4 separate regions of the Mus musculus genome follow, and all the other regions are linked to region 2. The links are chromatin contacts, called in public Hi-C and promoter capture Hi-C maps. All regions are on one chromosome and are shown on one strand. The core of a region is the stretch at or near the end of the contact, and the rest is flanking DNA. Distances in the headings are between cores, read along the strand shown.

Evidence for each region. Promoter capture Hi-C pulls out the DNA fragments that hold promoters and counts their contacts. Hi-C and Micro-C count contacts between places; a contact is called where the count stands out from the background.
Region 1: a contact with region 2 is called in a promoter capture Hi-C map of pre-B cells, with 2.7 times the contacts expected there. The contact joins the promoter of A630019I02Rik here to the promoter of Zcchc9 in region 2. A contact is called at or near these places in 1 of 39 promoter capture datasets (pre-B cells) and 1 of 484 Hi-C or Micro-C datasets (B cells).
Region 3: a contact with region 2 is called in a promoter capture Hi-C map of pre-B cells, with 4 times the contacts expected there. The contact joins the promoter of Tent2 here to the promoter of Zcchc9 in region 2. A contact is called at or near these places in 2 of 39 promoter capture datasets (embryonic stem cells and pre-B cells) and 3 of 484 Hi-C or Micro-C datasets (B cells, Sertoli cells and forebrain).
Region 4: a contact with region 2 is called in a Hi-C map of B cells, with 7 read pairs. The contact joins the promoter of Xrcc4 here to the promoter of Zcchc9 in region 2. A contact is called at or near these places in 3 of 39 promoter capture datasets (liver and pre-B cells), 3 of 484 Hi-C or Micro-C datasets (B cells, CD4 T cells and muscle stem cells), 1 of 115 datasets of contacts at active chromatin or transcription factors (pancreatic cancer cells) and 1 of 9 other capture datasets (liver).

The regions. Positions count from the first base shown.
Region 1 is chr13:93,091,826-93,097,473 of GRCm38.p6, reverse strand. A630019I02Rik (RIKEN cDNA A630019I02 gene) reads right to left here and starts at 2,641. Exons shown (of 4, transcript NR_046182.1): 1 at 2,311-2,641; 2 at 1,735-1,760; 3 at 1,423-1,619; 4 at 1-941. Cmya5 (cardiomyopathy associated 5) reads left to right here. Exons shown (of 13, transcript NM_023821.3): 2 at 1-5,648.
Region 2 is chr13:91,803,829-91,809,683 of GRCm38.p6, reverse strand. Zcchc9 (zinc finger, CCHC domain containing 9) reads left to right here and starts at 1,988. Exons shown (of 6, transcript NM_145453.2): 1 at 1,988-2,074; 2 at 3,524-3,933. The coding sequence starts at 3,550.
Region 3 is chr13:93,190,423-93,196,723 of GRCm38.p6, reverse strand. It overlaps Tent2 (terminal nucleotidyltransferase 2), which reads left to right and starts at 4,307. Exons shown (of 15, transcript NM_133905.3): 1 at 4,307-4,630.
Region 4 is chr13:90,085,803-90,091,358 of GRCm38.p6, reverse strand. It overlaps Xrcc4 (X-ray repair complementing defective repair in Chinese hamster cells 4), which reads left to right and starts at 1,751. Exons shown (of 8, transcript NM_028012.4): 1 at 1,751-1,862. Tmem167 (transmembrane protein 167) reads right to left here and starts at 1,692. Exons shown (of 4, transcript NM_025335.3): 1 at 1,576-1,692. The coding sequence starts at 1,578.

The sequences.
Region 1 (5,648 bases), core at 1,392-3,891, 1.3 Mb before region 2:
AGACCCACAGAATGGAGCCACCAAGCATTCCAGCAACCATGGTCCTTGAAAGAGCAAAGGAAGAACTGGAACAGAATGCACAAGGAAAGGAAAGTTCAGAGGATGATGCTTCAGTCTTGACAGGCTCAGCCGATGATGTGCAACAGGAAGGCTTGGTTTCTGTCAACCATTCCATGCCATGGGAGGCAGAGAAGGAGTCTTTAGAGACAGGACCACCAAGACCAGCGCCAGCCATCCAAGAAAAGTTTGAGCCAGACATGGAAGGGCTAGAGCCGATTTCAACAGAAAAAACAGAACAAGCGTCTGAATACGTGACCTCATCTGAGCCCATAGTCCACAGAGAGGAGGAGCATGCGCCTGAGCCCATAGTCCACAGAGAGGAGGAGCATGCGCCTGAGCCCATAGTCCACAGAGAGGAGGAGCATGCGCCTGAGCCCATAGTCCACAGAGAGGAGGAGCATGCGCCTGAATCCATAGTCCACAGAGAGGAGGAGCATGCGCCTGAGTCCATAGTTCAAAGAGAGGAGGAGCATGCGCCTGAGCCTGAGTCCATAGTCCACAGAGAGGAGGAGCATGCGCCTGGGCCTGTGCCCATAGTCCACAGAGAGGAGGAGCATGTGCCTGAGCTTGAGTCCATAGTCCACAGAGGGGAGGAGCATGCGCCTGAGCCCATAGTCCACAGAGATGAGGGGCATGCACCGGAGCCCATAGTCCACAGAGAGGAGGAGCATGTGCCTGAGCCCATAGTCCACAGAGATGAGGGGCATGCACCTGAGCCCATAGTTCACAGAGAGGAGGAGCATGTGCCTGAGCCTGAGTCCATAGTCCACAGAGAGGAGGAGCATGCGCCTGAACCCATGGTTCTTAGAAAGGCACAACTAGAGAGGGGAGTGGAAACTTCTACGCCAATCACGGATACCACTGAACCCGAAGATTCTAGTCTAGAAGAAGAGATCATAGAACTTGATTACCCGGAAAGTCCTTTAGCTTCTAAGGAGACTTCCCCATCGCCTTTGTCCCCTGAAGTAGAGCACAGAAAAGAGCCCATTCTACCAACACAGATGACATTCACACCTGAACGTATCACTTTGTCCGAGGAAGAAAGAGAAGAAAACGAGTCTGTTTCTACCGATTCTGCTTTTGTATCTGAGTATTCAGTCCTACAGGATTTGAACCATACACCAGAGAAGCTGGAAGTAGAGGCAGTTTCTGTATCTGATGTGAAATCTAGCAATGAACCTGCAGTCTTTTCAGAGGACGACGAGGAACGTGAGTCTTATTCCCCAGCTATGACCTCTGTATCTGAGCAGTCTCTTTCTCCATCCACCACTGAGAAGACATCTGCCATCCAGTCCCCACTCTTTTCAACAGTTTCACCAGTCCTGTCTGGAGATGAGGCCTCAGAGAGCGTGTGTCACTCACCAGAATCTGAATCTGCGGCTGAGTATTCTGTTCCAGCACATGCGCAAGAGTTGCTGTTGAAAACAGGTGACCACAAGCTCCCATTAAAGTCCCAACGTGTTTCTGAGCCCATCATTCAGGCAGAAGATGAGAAAGAAGATATTGGGCTACTTCCCCCAGCAGCACTGAGCCAGGCAGTTCTATCGGAAGATGAGAGTCTAGGAAGTGGAAGTTTCGCATCAGATTCAAAGCTGCCATTTAAACCCTCGGTTTCACAAAATGCAACACGGGAATCCCCCCAAAAAACAATAGATGACATGCCCCAATTCAAACCAAGAGGCCTTTCTGATCCTGCAACCCTGTTAGAAGAAGAAAAGGAAGCCATTGGAGTTGGGCTATCTTCATCCAATGAGGTCTCTGCAGTGGAATGCGCTCTCCCCCCACAAACCACTGAGCTGCTTTCTGAAAGCCATGCCCCACCTCCCTGGGCCATCTCATCCGAACAAGTGGTCCAATCAGAAGAAGGGAGCAGAGACCAGCAGCGGGGCTCATTCTCTTCCACACCAGAGCTTGGCCACACATCTCCTCTGCTTCTAAAGGGTGCCTCCTCACCCACAGGTCTATCAGAGCAAGGGCAGGAAGAGGACAATATTGGGCCCCTTTCCCCTGATTCTGCATTTGCGTCAGAATTCTCATTCTCACCCTATCCGACTCAGGAACTAGAGAAGAGAGAGCTGGGGCGGGATTCTCCACTGTGCTTAACGTCCCCCTCTGAGCAGACTGTTCTGTCTGATGAGGACACGGAAGAGGCTGACCTCTTTTCTCCGGATTCAGCATCACAGGTGTCAATCCCACCATACCGAATCGCAGAAACAGAGCAAAACAAGGTCGAGCCAGACGAATTACTACCTAGGAGGTCTGCTCCAGACTATCCCTACTTCTCAGAGGCAGATGAAGAAGAGGCGGGGTCCTCAGTGGTCACGCCTGTGCCTGAGCATTCTGAGCCATCGCAGGAGCGGGAGGAGTCTTCCCCTTGTAGGCCTGTGTTCGAAGATCTGAGCCTGCTACCTTCGGCAGATAAGACCGGCCAAGCAGAAACTATGTCAGATGTTCCAACAATTTCAACCTCTGTGTCTGAATATCTCATCCTGGCACAGCAGGAGAAAACTCAGGCATCTTTGGAGCCTGAGGCTGAAGATTTGGTACCACCACCAACCAGTGGATGGGAGAAGAGAGATGCAAAGAGTAGTCTGCCAGCAGTTACAATAGCAGCTTCCTCTTCTGCACTCTCATCAGTGGTAAAGGAAGAAACCACATCCGTTTTGCCCACCTCTCAGCCCTCAGTTTCACCCGAGTCAACCTGTGTGCTTAAGCCAGAGCAGGAGCCCACAGCACCTCTCACTCTAACAAGTGCAGATGAACAGATGGCTTTGCCCAGAGTCGGAAGGGAAAAAGCTGTGCTGGATTCTCAAGAAGCGACAGCACACAAATCGCAGGATCAGACACCAGAGCCTCGGCTCCCAAATGTTCCAGGGTCTGGGATGAAATATTCAGTTTTGTCTGACTTGGGAGATGAGCCAAAGGCGGATGTCAAACTCAATTTAGCTCCAACTGTGACTTCTGAACTAGAACAGAGAATGTTGTCAAAGAATGAGCCTGAAGTGGCAAAACCACACTCACCTCCAGAGGAAACATCTATTTCTGGACCTAAGGTTTTATCTGCAGTGAAAACGGAAGTGAAACAGGAGTCCAAAATAACCAGGGAACTTCCTGCGGCTTCATCGGGGAGAGAGAGGGGAGCAGAACACAGTCCACCTGCACCACCTGCACTTCCAGCATTGATGGAAGAGATGGGGAAAGACACAGAAGCCAGCTCTTCTGCCACCACAGTGCCAGTAACTAAGCTTGATTCAAATTCAACTAAATTAGGCAGGGATGAAGTCCTGACAGATCCATCTCTTGCCAGCCCTGTGGAACACCCAGGCTTAAAGGGAGTAGGGAAGAGCGAGTTAGGCAGTGGTTTGCCTTTGCCCAGCATGTCTACCTCAGAGGTGTTAAGGCCTGAACCCAAACTTCCTGTCAACTCAGGGGTTGAGGTAGAGAGAGAAGACAACGAGCCACCTCCATTGCAAGTGTCACCCACATCCAAACCCACGGTGCCAAATGACAAACACGAGGAGATAACAAGGTCTCCTGATTCTGAAAATGTAGTTTCAGATGATTTAGCTCCAACATTACTGGCCCTCAGACATGAGATGAACAGGCAAGCAGAGGAGACATCTTCTCCAGTGCCGGGGAGTTTCCTGTCAGGAGAGCAAGAGCTTATAAAGCTCCCCCCAGAGCCTGAGAAGCACAAACAGTTATCAGAAGTACCAACTGCTGGGTCAGAACTCATTGATAGTAGAGATAGAGATAGATCCTTAGGTATAGAACCAGTAAAACCCATCGGAACGGAACCAGGGCCTTCTATCTTAGAAAAGGGCCCCGCTGAGCTTCAGAGAAGAGGAAAAGAACAAGAAGAAAACAGGAAGCTTCCTGTGCCTGCCTCAGCTCCATTAGAGACTGCTTCTTTTGACCTCCCCATTGAGCAAAAAGAGCCTAAACGGACCCTTCATGAGGGCCAAGCTGTTGAGGTGCCTGATGAGAGCAGCTCTTCTGCAGATAAGCCAGAGCTGGGTGTTAAACAATTGGCAGAGAAGAAGGAGAATTTGGAGCAACCCAAGCCATTTGTGACAACTGAGCGTGCCAGTGTTACAGGATCAAAAGTGAAAGAGAGTCTCATTTCTCCAAAGGACAACACCTGGATGCTGGAAAAGCCAGATGGCTTAGTCAATCAGCATGAAGATAGAAAACCAGGAACTGGGCAGCTGGAGTCCTCTGAGAGCACTGATCTGATGTCAGAGAAACTTGGGGCTGCTCCACTGGATACAGATCACACATCTGAAACCAGAAACCAAGAAACAAGCAAAGCACCAGTGTCTGGTGAGAAGCTATCTCAGGAACCCAGAAGGGTTCAGTCAAAGGCTGTAGATGATTCTGAGGAAGGGAGAAAGCTAGCCTCTGGCAACGTGGAAGTACTCACCCAAAGTAAATCTGTCCCTGCTGTGAAAGCAAAAGCCACACCTCAACCTCCAGAGACCCCAGAGGTGACACAAAAGCCATCTGAGAAGTCACTCGTCACTGAGCAAGGTCTTCCTGCAGAGAAGGGAAAGAAAGGCATTTCATCTTTTAAATCATGGATGTCTAGTTTATTGTTTGGATCAAGCATTCCAGATAGTAAGGTCTCTGACAACGAAGATCTAGAAACTCGTCCAGGTCCCTCTGTAGAGAAAGCAGTACCTGCCATAGAGCCTAAAGGTACAGTTCCTGCTGAGGTTAATATAGCCGAGAAGCCAGCGGTTCATTCATTACCTGAGGTCACAGTTAAACTGGCCGAGGAGCCCAAAGGCGTTTCAGTTAAATCCAGCATAAGTCAAGACCTTAAAGAAAAACTCACATTTTTATCAAACGAAGACGTTTTAAAGCAACCTAAGTCTAACTCTGAAAACTATGGGCAGAAGGAACTGCCAGGCTTCTCAGAAGGAATGGGCGAAAGCTTAGCTACTTCAGTTGGTGACAAACATCCTGGAATTCATCCTTGTTCCCCTATGGGTGAGAAAGTGGGTATGGAAGAAGCCCAAAACATGGCTCCTCTTCATATTACTGAGAGCCAAAGACGCCAGAAGCCAGAGGTCTCTTCTCCGTCTATGTGGAATATTTCTGCACGTAAGGAAGAGCCAAGCAGTGATCACAAGGAAACATGGCTCTCGTCATCTGACGTAGTAGATAGAATGCCACAGAAGCCCAAATCAGCCCAGTCCGCCTTCACAAGGATGAACTCAGAGGAACCAGCATCAATGATTCTGCCAGTGGAATCAAAAGGCAGTTTAAGTGATCTTGGTGAAGACAGACTTAGACAAGAAATGCCAAAACCCACTTCTTTGGAACATTGTGAAGAGGAAGTGGAACGTCCAACAGAGGAGAAGGATGGCTGGGAAACTAGATCATTTTCCTTGGCAGGGAAGAGGGGCCTGGCAGAGAAGCAAGAAATCATGGCTCCCTTGGAACTCAGGGAAAATGAAGCAGTAGGAGAGTTGCAAAGGATGCCGGAATCTCGACCTTTCAAATTGGAAGAATCAAAAGCTGCTGAGAGGCTTGAACAGCGCATCTCTCCAACTGAAAAGCTCATGGAAAAACCCAGCAAGACT
Region 2 (5,855 bases), core at 739-3,238:
CACCATTTTTGTTGAATGCGCCATCTAGTGGTATATATTATATTCAAGGCTAGGCATCAACAGAAAATAAAATTTCACACTTAGTTAAAATGTTAGTATTGGAGACAGCTGGCTGAGGTCACTAAGCTATAAGAGGCATTATCACACACCTTTCTTTTTGTTTTGTTTTGTTTTGTTTTTAGAGGCAGGGTTTCTCTGTATAACTCTGCTTGTCCTGGAACTCGATTTGTAGACCAGGCTGGCCTCAATCTCAGAGATCTGCCTGCCTCTGCTTTGGGAGTGCTGGGATTAAAGGCGTCCACCACCACACCCGGCCCATCACCCTTTTTTTTTTGGGGGGGGGGGGTTCGAGACTGGGTTTCTCTGTATAGCCCTGGCTGTCCTGGAACTCACTTTGTAGACCAGACTGGCCTCGAACTCAGAAATCCACCTGCCTCCCAAGTGCTGGGATTAAAGGCGTGCGCCACCACGCCCGGCTCCCATCACCCATCTTTTAAGCAGTTCATTTCCCAACAGCTAGAGGATTGTTTGTTTTTGTTTTGTTTTGTATTTTTAAACTTTCTGGGATATTTGTGGCATTTACTATACCAAATCACAATATTTTTCTGACACTGATTTTCCATTTAAGGAAAACTGGGCCCATTTTAACTCTTTATCCAGCTAACGGATGTAGTAAGGAATGGGGATCAATTATGTGAGAGGCAATCAGGATACAGTAAAACTTATTATACAATCCTCTGTGAAAAGAATCAAAAAGCATGGCCTGGGAGAGGATGTTTCAGAGGCTTAGATAAGAATAAAATCTTGGAAGACTTGAAACAGAACATAATTAAAGAAACCAGAGTATTATGTAAGCAGAACAGCGTATGTAAATCCTGGTGCTAAACAAAAAGAAGATGGGAGAAGGCCCCTTCGTACAGAGCTTAAATAGGACAGAGATTGTAACAAATGCTCTTCCAGAGTTTGAATATCATCTCAACATTGAGAAAAGATGGAAGGGGTTTAGTCTGGAAGACACCAATTGGATCTGGCGCTCTGACTTATATTTTCAAAAGTTCACTTGTGTAAAACATCTGGGCAAAAACGTCTGCCCAGATGAGCTGCAAAAATTCGGGCCAACACAGTGAAAGCTGAGACAAGGAACGAACGGGACAGTCAGTAGAGACAAAAGGCGAGAAGAGGCAGTGGATCAAATATTTAAGAGGCAAAATAAACAGAGCCTGATGGAGGACTAAATGTGTACGTCCATGCCGTTTCTCACTGAACAAACCTGGGGGAGGCTTCCCGAGCGAGGGAGGGCGGGGGAGCACTAATAGGACGGAGGACTAGAATTTTATTGAAAAATGAACTCCGGCCACCAACTGTGAATTAACGCCAGGCAGGGCAATCATGAAGTACCACTCAGAAGCAATAGGTGCTCCGAAGGTCTCTTCAGACTTGCATCTCAGCGACTCTCTTGGTGCGCTGACACTGCGGAGCCTCGGCTCTCTCTCTCTCTCTTTCTCTCTCTCTCTCTCTCTTTCTCTCTCTCTCTCTCTCTCTCTCTCTCTCTCTCTCTCTCTCTCTCTCTCTCTCTCTCTCTCTCCCTCTCTCTCTCTCCCTCTCTCTCTCCCCCCCCTCTCTCTGTCTGTCTCTGTCTGTCTCTGTCTCTGTCTATCTCTCTCTCTCTCTCTCTCTCTCTCTCTCTCTCTCTCTCACTATTTCGCTACTATTTCAAATTCATTGAAATATATTGTCCAATTCAAAGGACCGTGTAAGGAAGACCTTCCTCCCAAGAGTCCTTCCGTCATCTAGACTGCACATTCTGGGACCGCACAGACTGGGCGCTCATTATCTTTGTGTCCGGGGACTCCAGTGCAGCGCCCTTACAAACAAACACTACACGACCCACAAACTGGCACAAGCCAGCCACCTTCCCCAGTTTAAGACCCACAAACACCTCACGCTTCCCTTGCTTGGCCTGCCGGAAGTGACGCGTGGAGACGGTGCACTTCCGGTCTCTATGGCCGCGATCTCATCCGGGGCCGGGCTTCTCTGGTTCGTTGTCTCAGCTGCTCTGGAGGATTCAGACCCGGTAAGGAGCTACGCGGGTACCACCGGTTAAGGCGTGGGCGCCTCTGTGCTACCTTGGCCGACTGGGGCCGGACTCCTGCGGGAGATCGCGAGGGCAGAGCCCGGGAGCTAGCTTGTCGGATCGCCGGCTCCGTTGCTGGGAGCGGGCCCCGCAGGCCTGCTAGGGTGCCCGCGGGTCGCAGTGCTGGGGCGGGCATGGAGAAGCGATGCCGCGCGTGCGGGGGCACCAGGGCTGTCCGGCTGTCCCGTGTCACCCTCCAGACACCCAGAGTCTCACATTCCGGGTGTGCGGGAGGAGGATCCGCCCTCTTGGTGACGGGGGACCGGTGCACTGTAAAGTGGCATACAGCGTCACTCACCGGCCCTGAAAGCATGTTGCAGACTCCTGGTGCCAAGGCTTTAAGTTGCCTGGCACACTGGATGCTGCCCTGAAAGTGGCAACTCGGTAGTTGAAATAATCCTTTGATTGTGTCTGGTGTATTCATTCATTAAAGAAGAAAAAGAAACTGTTCTCAGAATTGCTAGGTAGTATGCAAAGTAAAATACTCAATTTTATGTTGGAGCCAAATAATTCGTCTTAAAATACACTCCTTTTAAAACTGCTTACATCTGCATTCTAAATGAAAATCTCTAATTATGCATTTATTAAAGGTAAACAAACAAGATTTCTTAATGTGAAGTTTATTTTACAATTTGGATCACTAAAATGGGTTCATTGAAAATGACTTAAAGCCGGGCGTGGTGACGCATGCCTTTAATCCCAGCACTCTGGGAGGCAGAGGCAGACGGATTTCTGAGTTCGAGGCCAGCCTGGTCTACAAAGTGAGTTCCAGGACAGCCAGGGCTACGCAGAGAAACCCAGTCTCGAAAAACCGAAAAAAAAAAAAAAAAAGAAAATGACTTAAAACCATTAGACTGCAAATGGCAGTCACCCTCATTAAATAAGAGAAGACTGCCATGTGACTACAGACACTTTATAGACTGCCTTTATACATCTACAGGGGAAAGACAGACGAAAGGACAAGACTTGTGTATGTTTACTAATGTGCTTTGCAAGTAGTTGCATTGAAATGGCAAACTAAGCAAGCAGATTGGGAGAAGGCAGACTGGTTTAAAGGTAGGAAAAGAAATGGCCAGGACGACGGCAGGGTTTAAGAGGACCATTTACAGTATTTACATATGATTTCTAACTTAAAAATCATTTGCTGGCAAAATATTTTCTAGTTTTAACTAAGCATATGTTGTTTTCTTCAACTGAAGTAGAACCTCTCTGTTCAATGCCAAAATACTGTAGAAAAATGTCTACACAGCATACCATGTGTCTGTACCCCTACCTAAATGAAGAGTTTTAATGGTTTAAAGTTTAAAATGTGAGTATATTTGATAAGTAATGACTTCTGTATATCTTCAATTTATAATTAATTAATTGCTACTTGCTCTTATCTTACAGATTAGTGGAGTACCTCTGATCCAACCATGACCAGGTGGGCTAGAGTTACTACTTCAAATAGTAAGCGACCCCTGTCAGCAACATCATGGGAGGACATGAAGAAGGGGTCTGTGGAGAGAGCAGACCAAAGCCTTCCAAATCGTAAGCAGTGTCAAAGCAGTAGGCTGCCCCTTAGAAATGACTCACCTCAAGCAAAACGCAAAAAGAACAAAAAGAAAAAAGAGTACTTGAATGAAGACGTGAACGGCTTCATGGAGTACCTGAAGCAGAACTCACAGGTACTTCACAATGGACAGCTGATAGCAGCTGACAGCCAGGAAGTGAGGGAAGAAATTGCCGTGGCCTTAAAGAAGGACAGTCGACGGGAAGGAAGGCGGCTAAAGAGACAGGCGGCAAAGAAGAATGCAATGGTGCGCTCATGACTGTATGTTGCTACCTTCTTTGTGCAACTAGAAAGTGTTACTCATCTGGTCACACAATACATGTTTAAACAGAGCCCAATTGCTGCAGTCCTAGTGCCACTTTTAAAGGCTTGTGCTTTCTTACTATACACACACACACACACACAGTACACTGGTTAGTTGTCATAACAATATTACACACATGATAGTATTCCCATATTACAGGCAGAAAGCACAGTAGAAGTGTATCCAGGTTAAGTAACTGATGAAAGCCATGTGATCCATGCTAGAGGTGGCAGTCAAACTGAATTCAAAACCTATGTTTGCCCTACCACTGTGTTATGGTAATACCTTTTTAAATAGCTGTGGAAAACCCTCTAGATGTCCCAAGTTAAAGGTACTTCCCATTACTTGGATGCTCTTTTGTTATTATGTATAAAATATTTGTTCACAAGAAAGAGGCCAGGTCCCTGTAATTCTTTCTACATGAAAGCTATGGAATCTTCAAGAAATGTGTTTCACGATGATAGGTTTTAGAAGCTAAGGCAGGAAACTTCCCAGGTTGGGAGAGGCCAGGTATCCACACTGGGTAATATAAATTTTTATTTTATGTTTGGGTATATCCAGCCTGTGTGCCTGGTGCCCAGGAGACCTAAAGAGTCCAATTCCATTGGTTCCCCTGAAATTGAAGTTACAGAGAGTTGTGAGCCCCCACTACCTTTTGTGGGTGCTGAGAATTGAACCTAGGTCGTCTGGAATATCACTCAGTGCTCTTAATACCAGCACTGTCCAGACCTAATTCCATGTTTTTCATTGTGGTTGTAATTTTTTGAAAATAGGTATATGTGGTCAAAATACAAATTAGCGTGTGAACAATTATTTAATTGATGTTTAAACATTTAAAGTCTTTGTGCTTTTGACCATTTTCCACCTAAATGTGAAGTAGATTGCTAGAGTCAGGGGTTTTTTTGGTTGGTTGGTTGGTTGGTTGGTTGGTTAGTTGGTTAGTTGGTTGTTTGGTTGGAATGTTTTGTTTGTTTTGAGATGGGGTCTTGTTATGTAGCTCTGGCTGATCTGGAACTAACTAGGTAGACCAGGGTGGCCTCAGACTTAAGGGGACCTCTTGCCCGTGCCTCCCATGTACTGGAGTTGCAGGCATGTGCCACCACACCTGACCTCCAGAGTTCTCAGAAGAGACCTATTTTTTGGACGTCATGCAGTCTGGGTGATGCTCTGAATAACCAGATGCTCCTGTAGCCAACGAAGTCCCTCATTGTCACCGTAGTGAATGTCACCATCGTGAATAAGTATCTGCATCCTTTGCTATGCTACTGGCACATCCCGGAATCAATGTAAGACAGATTCCCTCTTGCCATAGTTTACTTACTTGCTCTTTTAGCATCTTAATATTCCCACCAACTTCTCTCTTAGATGACAGCTCTGACCCACCACATACGTTGGAGTCAATGACAACCAACTCTTTTTTTTTTTTTGAAGTTTGATGACCAAAATTGCTAATACATAATTTCTTTTTTTTAATTAATATTTTTTATTACATATTTTCCTCAATTACATTTCCAATGCTATCCCAAAAGTCCCCCATACCCTCCCCCCCACTTCCCTACCCACTCATTCCCATTTTTTTTGGCCCTGGCGTTCCCCTGTACTGGGGCATATACAGTTTGCGTGTCCAATGGGCCTCTCTTTCCAGTGATGGCCGACTAGGCCATCTTTTGATACATATGGAGCTAGAGTCAAGAGCTCCGGGGTACTGGTTAGTTCATATTGTTGTTCCACCTATAGGGTTGCAGATCCCTTTAGCTCCTTGGGTTCTTTCTCTAGCTCCTCCATTGGGAGCCCTGTGATCCATCCATTAGCTGACTGTGAGCATCCACTTCTGTGTTTGCTAGGCCCCGGCATAGTCTCACAAG
Region 3 (6,301 bases), core at 3,058-5,557, 1.4 Mb before region 2:
GACAGCTACAGTGTACTTACATATAATAAATAAATAAATCTTAAAAAAAAAAGAATTAGGAACTGTCCCTTCAGTTTCTATCTTGTAGGAATAATTCCAGATGTATTGGTGTTATTGATGCTCTTCCTGAGATATCTGGTAGAATTCTGCACTGAATCCATCTGTCCTTGGGTTATTTTGGTTAGAAGACTTTTAATTACTACTTCTATTTCACTGTTATGGGTTTGTTTGAATTGTTTGATCTTGATTTAACATTGTTTGTGTATGTATTGAGAAACTTATCCATTTCTTTTAGATTTTTGTTTTTTGTTTTCTTTTTTTTAAATAGATTTTATTTATTTATTTCATGTGTGTGTGAGTACACTATAGCTGTCTCCAGACACACCAGAAGAGGGCATCTGATCCCCATTACAGATGGTTGTGAGCCACCATGTGGTTGCTGGGAATTGAACTCAGGACCTCTGGAAGAGCAGTCAGTGCTCTTAACCACTGAGCAATCTCTCCAGCTCAGATTTTTGGTTTTGTGGAGTACAGATTTTAAAAGTATATTCTTATGGTTCTCTGAATTATCCTAGTGTCTGATATGATGCCCTCTTTCATCTCTAGTATTATTAATTTGGATCTTCTCTTTGTCTTTTTGTTAAATTGGCTAAGGGCTTGTCAATTTGTTGATTTTTCTCTATGAACCTACTTGTCAATTCATTAATTCTTTGTATTTTTTTCCTCCTTGTTTCTATTTCATTGAGTTTGATTATTTCTTGCTACCTGTGTCTTGGGGTGTTACTTCTTGTTGTTCTAGAGCTTTCAGGTGTGCTGTTAAAGTACTGAGATAACTTTAGTATTATGTTGTAAGCACCATGATGAATTACCTCTTTTAATTAAGCTTTCATCTCATCGTATGATTGGAAATGTTATTTTCATTTTTGTTTAATTCTAAAAAACAAAAATTTAATTTCTTTCCTGATTTCTGTCTTGATCCAGTTTTCATTTAACAGTGAATTGTTCCGTTCCATGAGTTTGTATACATTCTTTTGCTGCTGTTATCCAATTTTACTTTATGGTGGTCAGATAGGAAGCAGGGTGTTATTTTGAATTTCTTATATTTGTTAATACTTGTTTCATGTCCTAATATCTGGTCAGTTTTGGAGAAAGTTCCATGAGCTGCTGAAAAGAAACTATATCCTTTGTGTTTGGGGGAAATGTTCTCTAAATATTTCCTAGGTCCACTAGATTCATGATGCCACTTAACTTCCCACTTCTCTGTTTAGTTCTGGTCAGGATGACCTGTCCGTCGGTGAGAATGGAGTACTGAGGTCACTTACTGTCACTGAGTGTCGATATGTGGTTTTAGCTGTAGTAGTATTTCTCTTATGAACTTGGATGTTCTTATATTTGGTACATAAATGTTTAGATTTGCAACATCCTTTTGGTAGATGGGATGGCTATTCAAAGTGACCAACTTGAGTATATCTGAAATATATATATATCTTGACAATATCTGGAACTCAAACCTAAGGTGCAGAATAAACTTGTGAGAGATTTCTCTTGATTGGACCATTTGAAGTGAGAAGACCCACTTATATCTGGGCTATATCTTTTAGTGGCAGCCTATATAAATGATATGGAAAAAGAAACTTGCTTTCTATGCCTAGTTCCCCTTATTCTTGTTTTCAAGTTGATTCCTTCACTGGCATTACAACCTCCTTCTATCACACACTGAAAACGATCTGAGACATGGTGGGCTCAGCAACTACTGGATTCTTCTGCCAGGAGACAGCTATTCTTGGAATAATCAGGCCACTGACTGTAAGCCACTCTAATAAATCTCAAATATGTGTGTGTGTGTGTGTGTATTCATATACATGCATATATTTTTTATTCTATCAGTGCTGTTTCTCTAGAGAACCCTGACTAATAAAATAAAATTTTCTTTTAATGATTATAAGCTGGGTGTGGTGGCACACGCCTTTAATCCCAGCACTTGGGAGGCAGAGGCAGGCGGATTTCTGAGTTCGAGGCCAGCCTGGTCTACAAAGTGAGTTCCAGGACAGCCAGGGCTATACAGAGAAACCCTGTCTCGAAGAACCAAAAAAAAAAAAAAAAAAAAAAAATCACAGGTCTCAAGTTTTATTTTCTTTCATAACCACTGAGCCATCTCTCCAGCCCCCCACAACTGAGTTTCATACTGGCTCATTGATTTGCTTTGCCACCAGGGTAAGGTTTTTTTTTTTCACCCTCCATCCTCTTCTACATTTATTGTCAGATTTCTTGATGATAGCATTCTGTCTGGAGTGAGAATTAACTTATTCAAAGTAATTTTAATTTACAGTTCTCTGATAACTAGGGATGTTGAACAGTTTTAAAAGTAGTTATTGGTGTTTCATATTTGTGAGCCAATTCTGTCATAGTTTTTTTTTTTAAGTTTAAAAAACTCTTTAATGTGTATGTGGTGGTGAAGTGTATACAATGTAATTGGTAGTGGAAATGTGAAGTCCTAAGTGGAGCTTCATGGTTTAAAACAGCCATTCTAATTGTATAGAAGTTCGTGAAGATGAATCAGTTTGGTACTGGGCAGGTGTGAGCATGCTGTTGGCTGTGGTGAACTCTTTCATGACTTCCTAGCTACACTGCACTGAAATTTCTGAAGCCATGAGCCAACTGAAACCTTTCTATCAGATATTTTGGTTAGAGTGAGGAGAAAATTCATAAATACAGTCTCCCTTTTAAAATGCACATGAATACTATCCACCATAAAGCTGGAATACCTGCATTATGCTCAGAAAGAACGTACTTCAGAGTAATAATAACAGCAAAAAGTAGGTCAGTTTACAATGTAGATCTTTCCATAACAATAAAAACTTTCTCTGGCGGGTGATAAATAAGGGCAGTAGCAGCTGACAGACAGAAAAGAAATAGAGAATGAGCCATAATTATAGCCATATTTCAGTACTTTTTCAGTGCTGGGTATTGAACCCAGAGACTCATACATGATAGGCTGACATTTTTGTTTGTTTGTTTTAGGTTTTTCGAGATAAGGTTTCTCTGTGTAGCCCTGGCTGTCCTGGAACTCACTCTGTAGCCCAGGCTGGCCTTGAACTCAGAAATCCGCCTGCCTCTGCCTCCCAAGTGCTGGGATTAAAGGCGTGCACCACCACACCTGTCTTGGCCCTAGCCTTCTTATATGCCCTTTTTATGCCCGAAAAGACAAGCAAGACAGGAAACCAGAGCCATGTTGAAGATCAACTTAACTGACATTTATAAAATACTCTACACAATAACTGAACATACTTTATTACCAAAGCACAATTAACATTTACCACATCAGATGATACTCGGAAGCACGTGACAAGTTTTTTAAAAAATTATTTAAATGATTCAAATATAATTTATAAAGACTTTGCAAGTCAAGTGAAACGAAAACTCTTTATCGAAATAAGTGGGATTCAGTTAAGTTATTATTCATATAGTAAGTTATCAAACGACTCTAAGTATTATCACAGAAATGACCTCAGTTTGTGAATTAAGGTAGAAAAATTAAAAATTGAATAACTATTGAGTTCGAGGCCAGCCTGGTCTACAAAGTGAGTTCCAGGACAGCCAGGGCTATACAGAGAAACCCTGTCCCGACAAAACAAAAACAAAACAAAAACAAAAAAACAACCAAACTAAAAACAATGGGGGAAAAAAACCCAGAATAAATAACAAGAAAACCAAAAAGCAGTAAACAAATCATTACTTTCGGGATTGGGAACGGTCAGATTCTACGGGGACAAAACAGGGCTATTGTTTACAGATATTCATCAATAAATCAAGCAGTTTAGACAGTTTCACCAGATACTAAAGTTCTCTCAATGAGAAACAATGGTGGGTATTTGTTAGACAAGTGAGTGCGAGCTAGGGCAGGGTAATGTGTGGGTGGTTTTGGGGGCCTTAGAGGCATGATTTTGTCTCCAAGAAACTGTTTTTGTTTGTTTGTTGTTGAGGAGAACATCACCCACGATTTCATACTGATCTTTCCAGCAATGGGAAGGTTGGTTTTGGATATCTCCTGGAAGGCCCTCCATGGACAGAACAGGCCTCCTGGAAATGGCCAGCGGCACGTAACTTAGGAGGCGGCGCCAGCGGAGCGGGGTGGCCTACTGCCCTGCGGAAGGGCCGGGCTGTACCTTCCCTCGCCACCATCTCAGCAGCCGCCGCAGACTCCCTGGCTGGACCAGGGTGGGGCTGTGCGCCTGCGCAGCTCAGCAAACGCGCTCTCCAGTGTCGGCTGCCGGAAGTCTGACCTTTCGCTCCCGCTGATGATTCCTTTCCGGGGTCACGTTGATCTTCCGGGTCCTGTGACAGGGTTGTCTACGCCGCCTTTTCGGCGACTTTTTAGTCTTCCGCCTTTTTTTTTTTTTCCTCCCCCACCCCCCTTTCTTTTTGTTGTCGCCACCCCCAGCCTTCCACGGCCGCGCGGGCCTGGCCTTAGGCTCGTGACTCTCCGCCGCCCTGCCCGCCCGAGCTGGGCCTCGCTGCGCCGGGCCGCTGGCTGCTCCTACCTCTGCCTGCTCGGGCGGCAGCTCCGGCCTGGGAGCGTGTTGGCGGGCAGTGCCGCTGGGCCCCGCTCGGCCCTTCGGCGTGGACGCCGGTGAGTTTCAGGGCTTCGGTGGGGATGCACGAGTGCAGGCCCCGGTCCCCGGCCGGGCGCGTGAAACTTGGCTGAGACTGGCGCTGTGTTTTGCGCGGGAGAGCCTGGCGCTCCCCCGGAGCTCCCTGGATTAGGGGCGTTCCCAGGCCGCCGGACTTTGGGAAGAATGTTGGCCTTTCTCTGATCTGTCTTCTCGCTAGTTCTCATGTCGCCTCCCGCCCTCTCCTCACTCCCTAGACCGAAAGAGTAAGACTGTCTTGATACTCCCTCTTGGAGTTCCAAAAGGCAGTGGAGACCCAAGGTAAATGTCTAAATTAACGAACTCTTGTGGAAGGCATTTATCTCTGAGACAATTAAACAGCATGGAGTCATCTCAGTCAGGTCAGGACTGGCTGATGGTCGAATTCACTTTTCCTAGTCATATTTGTGGTTGGGCTCTCCTTTCTTTAACTGCTTAAGAACACAAGGGGCAATGTGTTTCCTGGTATCTGTGATTTAAGTTTCTTGTTTTGCCCTATTTGAGCGTTGTTTAAAGTAATTAGTTTGTTGATAAGAGGAAGAGGAAAAATTGTGCAGGTCAAACAGGATTGGAAATTTAACGTGTTTAGCGTATGGTTTTTGTGAAGTCACACTACCATCATAGTACATAGTTTAGTACTATAGGGCTTTGCTGTGTTAACAGCTATTAACACGGTTAATCTGTACTGATTAGTAACCTGTAATAGAAACACTGGTTGGTGTGAATTGCCCCAATTGTATGTGTTCGAGAAATACACAGACTCTGTGAAACTCTTAGATGGAATTTAATTTTTAATAAAAAGAATGCTCTGTTCAGAGCCTGAAGGTGGTTTTGACAGTGCATGCTGAGCAGGATCTGGGAGTTACACTTGTGTTGTAGAACAAAGAACTGATCCAAGACACTTAGAGTGCACACATAACTTGATTAAGCCATGCAGTTCTTGTAGGAAATTGCTACTTTCTCAGGAATCTTGGTGAAGAGACAGTTATGTAAACTTGAGTAGTCTATAACTTCTTGTTGAGATCAATTTGACTAAAGTTAATTCCAGTTGCAAATTAAGAGACCAAATACTGTTATCACTAGAAATACTCTGTTACTGTCTTGTCTCGTGTCTTCATTTACACATAAACCTGTATTAATCTTGCCTTGATTTAAGCATATTAGACAAAACAGTCTTTAAGGTTCTTTTCTCAAGGCAAGAAGTAGTACAATGCTTTTTAAAAACAGTACACATTTTACCTAGATTATCCTATTTTATTGTTTTGTACAGATTTAAAAGCCAGTAACTTTTAAGATATGAAAAGTAGGATACTATCTATTTCTGGATGTTACTATAAAATTTAGTCATACTACTACAGAAAATGTGAAATAACTTACAGGTAGTCTCTAGTGGGGGAAGCTTTTTAAAGACTATAACGAAAATGGTTAAAATTTTATGAAGTTCTGATATAGTGATGATAGTTTCACTTGATCTTATTTCATTAAACTATTTTACAAACATCTCTTGTGTTTTGTTTTGCTATTCAGTCAGGATCTCTCTCTATAGCTTTAGCTAGCCTAGACCTTACCATGTTTTTGGACCAGGCAGGCCTTGAACTCACAGAGATCTGCCTCCCTCTGTCTTTTAAGCAATGGGATCAAAGGTTTGTATG
Region 4 (5,556 bases), core at 502-3,001, 1.7 Mb after region 2:
TCACAACACTTAAAAAAGTAAAACATACAGATTTAATACTATCACACATCCTTCCAAAGCCATTCTACAAATATAGGGATACATATAATTCACCCTTCAACCCTCCAATTCCAGTTACACACCCATATATTCAACAAATCATAAGTTAAAAAAATCTGGAGCAGAAAACTGCATATCTTCATGAACACACCAGTCACTTTTCTTGTTACCACTCCATAGAGTCATTAGATAAATCTGAGGCCTGGCTTTACTTACTAGGTACCCGATCCTAGACAACTCAGGCTCCCTACTTTTCTCTTCCTTTACCTGGAAATATCTCAGAAGTCAGGAATTTAAAGCAAGACAATGCTTAGAAACTACATCTTCTACACATCAAGTACTAGTAAACAAAAGCTTGTTTTTGGAAAAAGTTAAAATACTGTACATCTTAAATTATCTTGATTTTATCTAAGTAGGAGAGGATGTAAAATGTACCTTTGACTAAGAGCAAAGTCATTCTACTTGTTTCTCGGTAAATAGGCAAGAAAGCAACTTTTCAAGTTCTGTAACTGTTTATTAACATCCTTTTGACCAAGAATATACTATCTGCAGTACGAAGTAAAAAAAAAAAAAAAGGCTTTAATGGACTCAAATTCAGTATCTTCTAATCGTAGAATTTGAGGTCTAGTGGGGGTGGGAGAGTCCTGGCTGATTTTGAGATGATAACACAACAAGCTTTCTCTAGAAATATAGTTATAAATGGCTTCTAAACCCACTGAAGTGATAGTGAAGGGAGATTCCTGCATTTACCAGACTACTGAAAAGATGCATTCATAGATCTTTAAAAGTTAATTACTAATGTTTACTTTACTCAGGGGCTTTCTGTTCCTTGTCCTGACCTTTGTTGTTGTTGCTATTTGTGATTTATAGTGTAAGGTTTTCTGAGGTTTAAACTATTAAACAATCAATAATAACACGCATAGGAACTCCCAAAGTGAGTGGTGGTCTGCGAGTAAGGCTCAAGTTCCTTCGAGACAGTAACTAAAATCATTAAAAACATTCGTTTGCAAAGAAGTGTCTTTAGAATTGAAAAAACGATGAGGGAGGGGCCCTATCTCGCCATTGATTCCACAGGTAAAACGGAAGCAGTAGTATCTAGTGTTAAGAAAACCGGCAATCCATTAATTACTGCAGAAAGATGCAGGTTGGGTGACACAGGGAACACATAAAAGAAAGGGGAAAGGGGGAGACTGAGACTCCAGCGTTTGAAAGTGTATATCCGTCCAGATATTTGTAGCAGATGGCAATCGGCTTAGTGGAATGCCACCGTAATTCCACACTAAACAACGCAGCAAGTCGGCCTCTTGGCGAGGGGCCGAGTCCACCACCCGGGTTCTTCCTAGGACTGTTGGCCTGATGCTCCGGGATGTGCATCGCGGCCGCATGACTCCCAGCCTGTGCACCCTCGGATCCCCGGAGAATCACGCTAGCGCCAGGGCTCCCGCGCCCCACAGCGCCCGCACCATCCCCGCCGCCCCGCACGAGCCGCGGCCCCGCCGAGAAACTCAACCGCGGCCAGGAAGCCCAGGTTCTTACCATAGTGAGGCCGGTGCTGGTCCAGCCACATCACCCTTCCGGGCCGGGGCGGAAGAGGATGCAGGCCCGCTGTGCTTCCCGCTCGCTCCAGCGGTCCGGTTGGACCTATCGCGGCGCCTCCGCCCATGCCGCACCATTCAGACTCCGTGATAGGCTTCTGTTACCGGAAGAGGTGGGACTTGGCCGACGACTCGCAAACCACGGTATTAGCGGATTCTCTCATTGGGCGCATCGGTTTATCTCTGGCGTCCACAATTTTTAGAAGACCGGAAGTGGAGTACTGAGAGGTAGGGCCCGGAAGTGGCTGTGGTGTCTTTCCAGAAGCAATGCATTTTTTCCCCCCTTTCTATGTCAACCTCCTGTAGTCCCTGATTTTAGCTTTAAAGCTGCGCAGTGCGTGCTTTTTACCCTGTCTGTGACCCCCTGAGCCTTTTGTAGATGTAAGGTTTTCCCAATGTGAGCACCTGTTGGGCTCCTTCCTAAGTGTCTCTTTCTGTGTCACGTGGAATTTTCAGTCGTGAGGGACTCCTTGGAACTGTGCTGAGCTGCTCTGTGGTGGAGACTTGGATTTAAAAGGCTGCGTCCAGTGTGATGACCCACCAGCCCCTCCCGCCAGCCAATGCTGGCCTTGGCTGGCCCCCTCCTTGTTTGCACACTCTACATCCGGGGCTTAGACGTTCTAGGCCGTGGGGAGAGGGAAAGAACTCTGTGGTAGCTACTGGAAAGGAACGGCCCATTCCCGAGGGGATTATTTGGCTAGTATAAAACCAGTGGGTGAGAAACGATTTCACCTCTAGTTCTCTTTATGAGTTTTGTAGATACGGGGAAGATGTAATCTGATGTGTTCAATTTTATATACATTCTTGGAATGATTCTGAAGTCGGGCACTTTCCCCACTCTTCCAAGTGTATCAAAATTATGGAAATCCTGTGTGTTTAAATAATTGTTTTTTTCCTTTAGTCAGTATGGCTCTAGTATTTATTCAGAATGTTACCCATTCTTTAACTTAATGACCTAGAAGAAGTATAGAAAGCTTTAGTGAAGGAAACTGATGTGATATGTTAATTTCTAACCATTATTTAGCTGAATCATGAGAATCTAGTACTTATGGCAACACAGTACTTTTACCTAGTGCTATGCTATATGTGATTGTGTTTATTACTGCATTGTCATCCAAGATTTTATTTGAAATTATTACTACATTTTTAAAATCAGTTATACCCAACTGCTAAACCTGTTGATCAAATACTCAAGTTCAGAATCTGCATCTTAGTGGTATCAGGAGACTGCAGGACAAGGGATTTCTTTGAGTATTTGAATGGGGGACTGGGGATTAGGCCAATAGGAGAAGTGATTGTCATTGAATAGTCTCAAAATTGCTTTGTGTTATACTTACTATTTAAGTTGACTAACCATGAATGTTTCAAATGTAGACGTAGAAAATATGTTCTGAGCTCAGTAAGTTTGGGTTTTACAGTAGTGAAAGTGTTGGTAGATGTTATAACTGACTCTATTCATATAAAGATTGCTAGGTCCTACTGTTTGACACTTCAGGTTGATGTTTCTGTATGAGGTTCTGGTCCAGGCTCTAGTAAAGAGGCTAAGGTTGTTTAAGATGGTAATTGGTTTGTTGTATTTATGGGCAATTTAGGCCATAGTTTCTTATATATCTCAACTTTAGAATAGAGGCAATTAACACTTTTCAGTTCTTTGTTTTTGTTTTGTTTTGTTTTTCGAGACAGGGTTTCTCTGTATAGCCCTGACTGTCCTAGAACTCATTCTGTAGACCAGGCTGACCTCGAACTCAGAAATCCATCTGCCTGTACCTCCCAAGTGCTGGGATTAAAGGCGTGCACCACCACTGCTGGCAACACTTTTCAATTCTTAAGTTATCCATAGAAGTACATAGTGTCAGGAGGTAGAGTTGAACGTGTGTGTGTGTGTGTATACATATACATATATAAAAAATTTATTATATCCATGTAAAATAGCAAAATTAATATACCAGTGTGACCTGTGGGGAAGCTGCATGGCGATTCGGCACACAAAATCCTTGATTGTGTTTTTTGTTGCAAGTGAATGGTAATCACCATGTTAAATTCCTTTTCTTTATTTCCACTTCTAGTAGCTCTGCTGTGATTTTCATTTCTAATCATCATGGGTTAATTTACTGTTAAGAAAAGATCTTGACTGTGTTATTCAATTATGCAGACATTATTGTCTTCTCTGAATGTGGAAGAATATTTTCAATTTTCATTTCATAAAATCCAGAGTTGTATATAAAATGAGAAATTTATAGTTTTTGTAAGAGTGCATTGAGCTTAGGCCATAGTTACATATAAATTAGGCCATAATACATATAAATAATTAAAACCTGTTTGATACATTGTAAGCATTATAGTGAACATTGAATTTTCATCCTTGAGTGGAGGGCTAATGATGGAAAATTGTTTGATTGTTAGATGCTATTTATACAATAAAAAGTTTAAAATTCATTTAGTTTCTTATGCAGCCAGGCCACTTTCTCTACATTTCCCATTTGTTTTTGATTTCTGATACTGATATTATTTGAGGTTTCTTTTTTTTCCTCCAATTTTTTATTAGGTATTTACTTCATTTACATTTCAAATGCTATCCTGAAAGTCCCATATACCCTCACCCCTCACCCCGCTTTCCTATCCACCAACTCCCACTTCTTGGCCCTGGTGTTTCCCCTGTACAATAGTGTCTGCATTTGGTGGCTGATAATGGGATGGACGGCTGGGTGGGGCAGTGTCTGGATGGTCCATCCTTTCCTCTCAGCTCCAGTTGGAACATGCCCAGGAGAGGTATTGCGGGATCCTCCGGTAGTACAATGTCCAATTTTCTGAGGAACTGCCAGACTGATTTCCAGAGTGGTTATACAAGCTTGCAATCCCACCAGCAATGGAGAATTGTTCCTCTTTCTCCACAACCTCACCAGCATCTGCTGTCACCTGAATTTTTGATCTTAGCCATTCTGACTGGTGTGAGGTGGAATCTCAGGGTTGTTTTGATTTGCATTTCCCTGATAATTAAGGATGTTGAACATTTTTTCAGGTACTTCTCAGCCATTCGATATTCCTCAGTTGCAAATGCTTTGTTTAGCTCTGTGCCCCATTTTTTAATGGGATTATTTAGTTTTCTGGAGTCCATCTTCTTGATAGGTATATATATTGGATATTAGTCCCCTATCTGATAAAGGATTGGTAAAGATCCTTTCCCAATCTGTTGGTGGCCTTTTTGTCTTATTGACAGTGTCTTTGGCCTTCAGAAGCTTTGCAATTTTATGAGGTCCCATTTGTCAATCTTACATCTCAATCTTACAGCACAAGCCATTGCTGTTCTATTCAGGAATTTTGCCCCTGTGTCCATATTTTCAAGGCTCCCCACTTTCTCCTCTATAAGTTTCAGTGTCTCTGGTTTTATGTGGAGTTCCTTGATCCACTTAGATTTGACCTTAGTACAAGGAGATAGGAATGGATCAATTCGCATTCTTCTACATGATAACCCCCAGTTGTGTCAGCTCCTCTTGTTGAAAATGGTGTCTTTTCCACTGGATGGTTTTAGCTTCCTTGTCAAAGATCAAGTGACCATAGGTGTGTGGGTTCATTTCTGGGTCTTCAATTCTATTCCATTGGTCTACTGGTCTGTCTCTATACCAGTACCATGCAGTTTTTATCACAATTGCTCTGTAGTACAGCTTTAGGTCAGGCATGGTGATTCCACCAGAGATTCTTTTATCCTTGAGAAGAAAGAGTTTTTGCTATCCTAGGTTTTTTTTTTATTCCAGATGAATTAGCAAATTGCCCTTTCTAACTCAGTGAAGAATTGAGTTGGAATTTTGATGGGGATTGCATTAAATCTGTAGATTGCTTTCTGCAAGATAGCCATTTTCACTATATTGATCCTTCTAATCCATGAGCATGGGAGATCTTTCCATCTTCTGAGATCTTTTTTGAT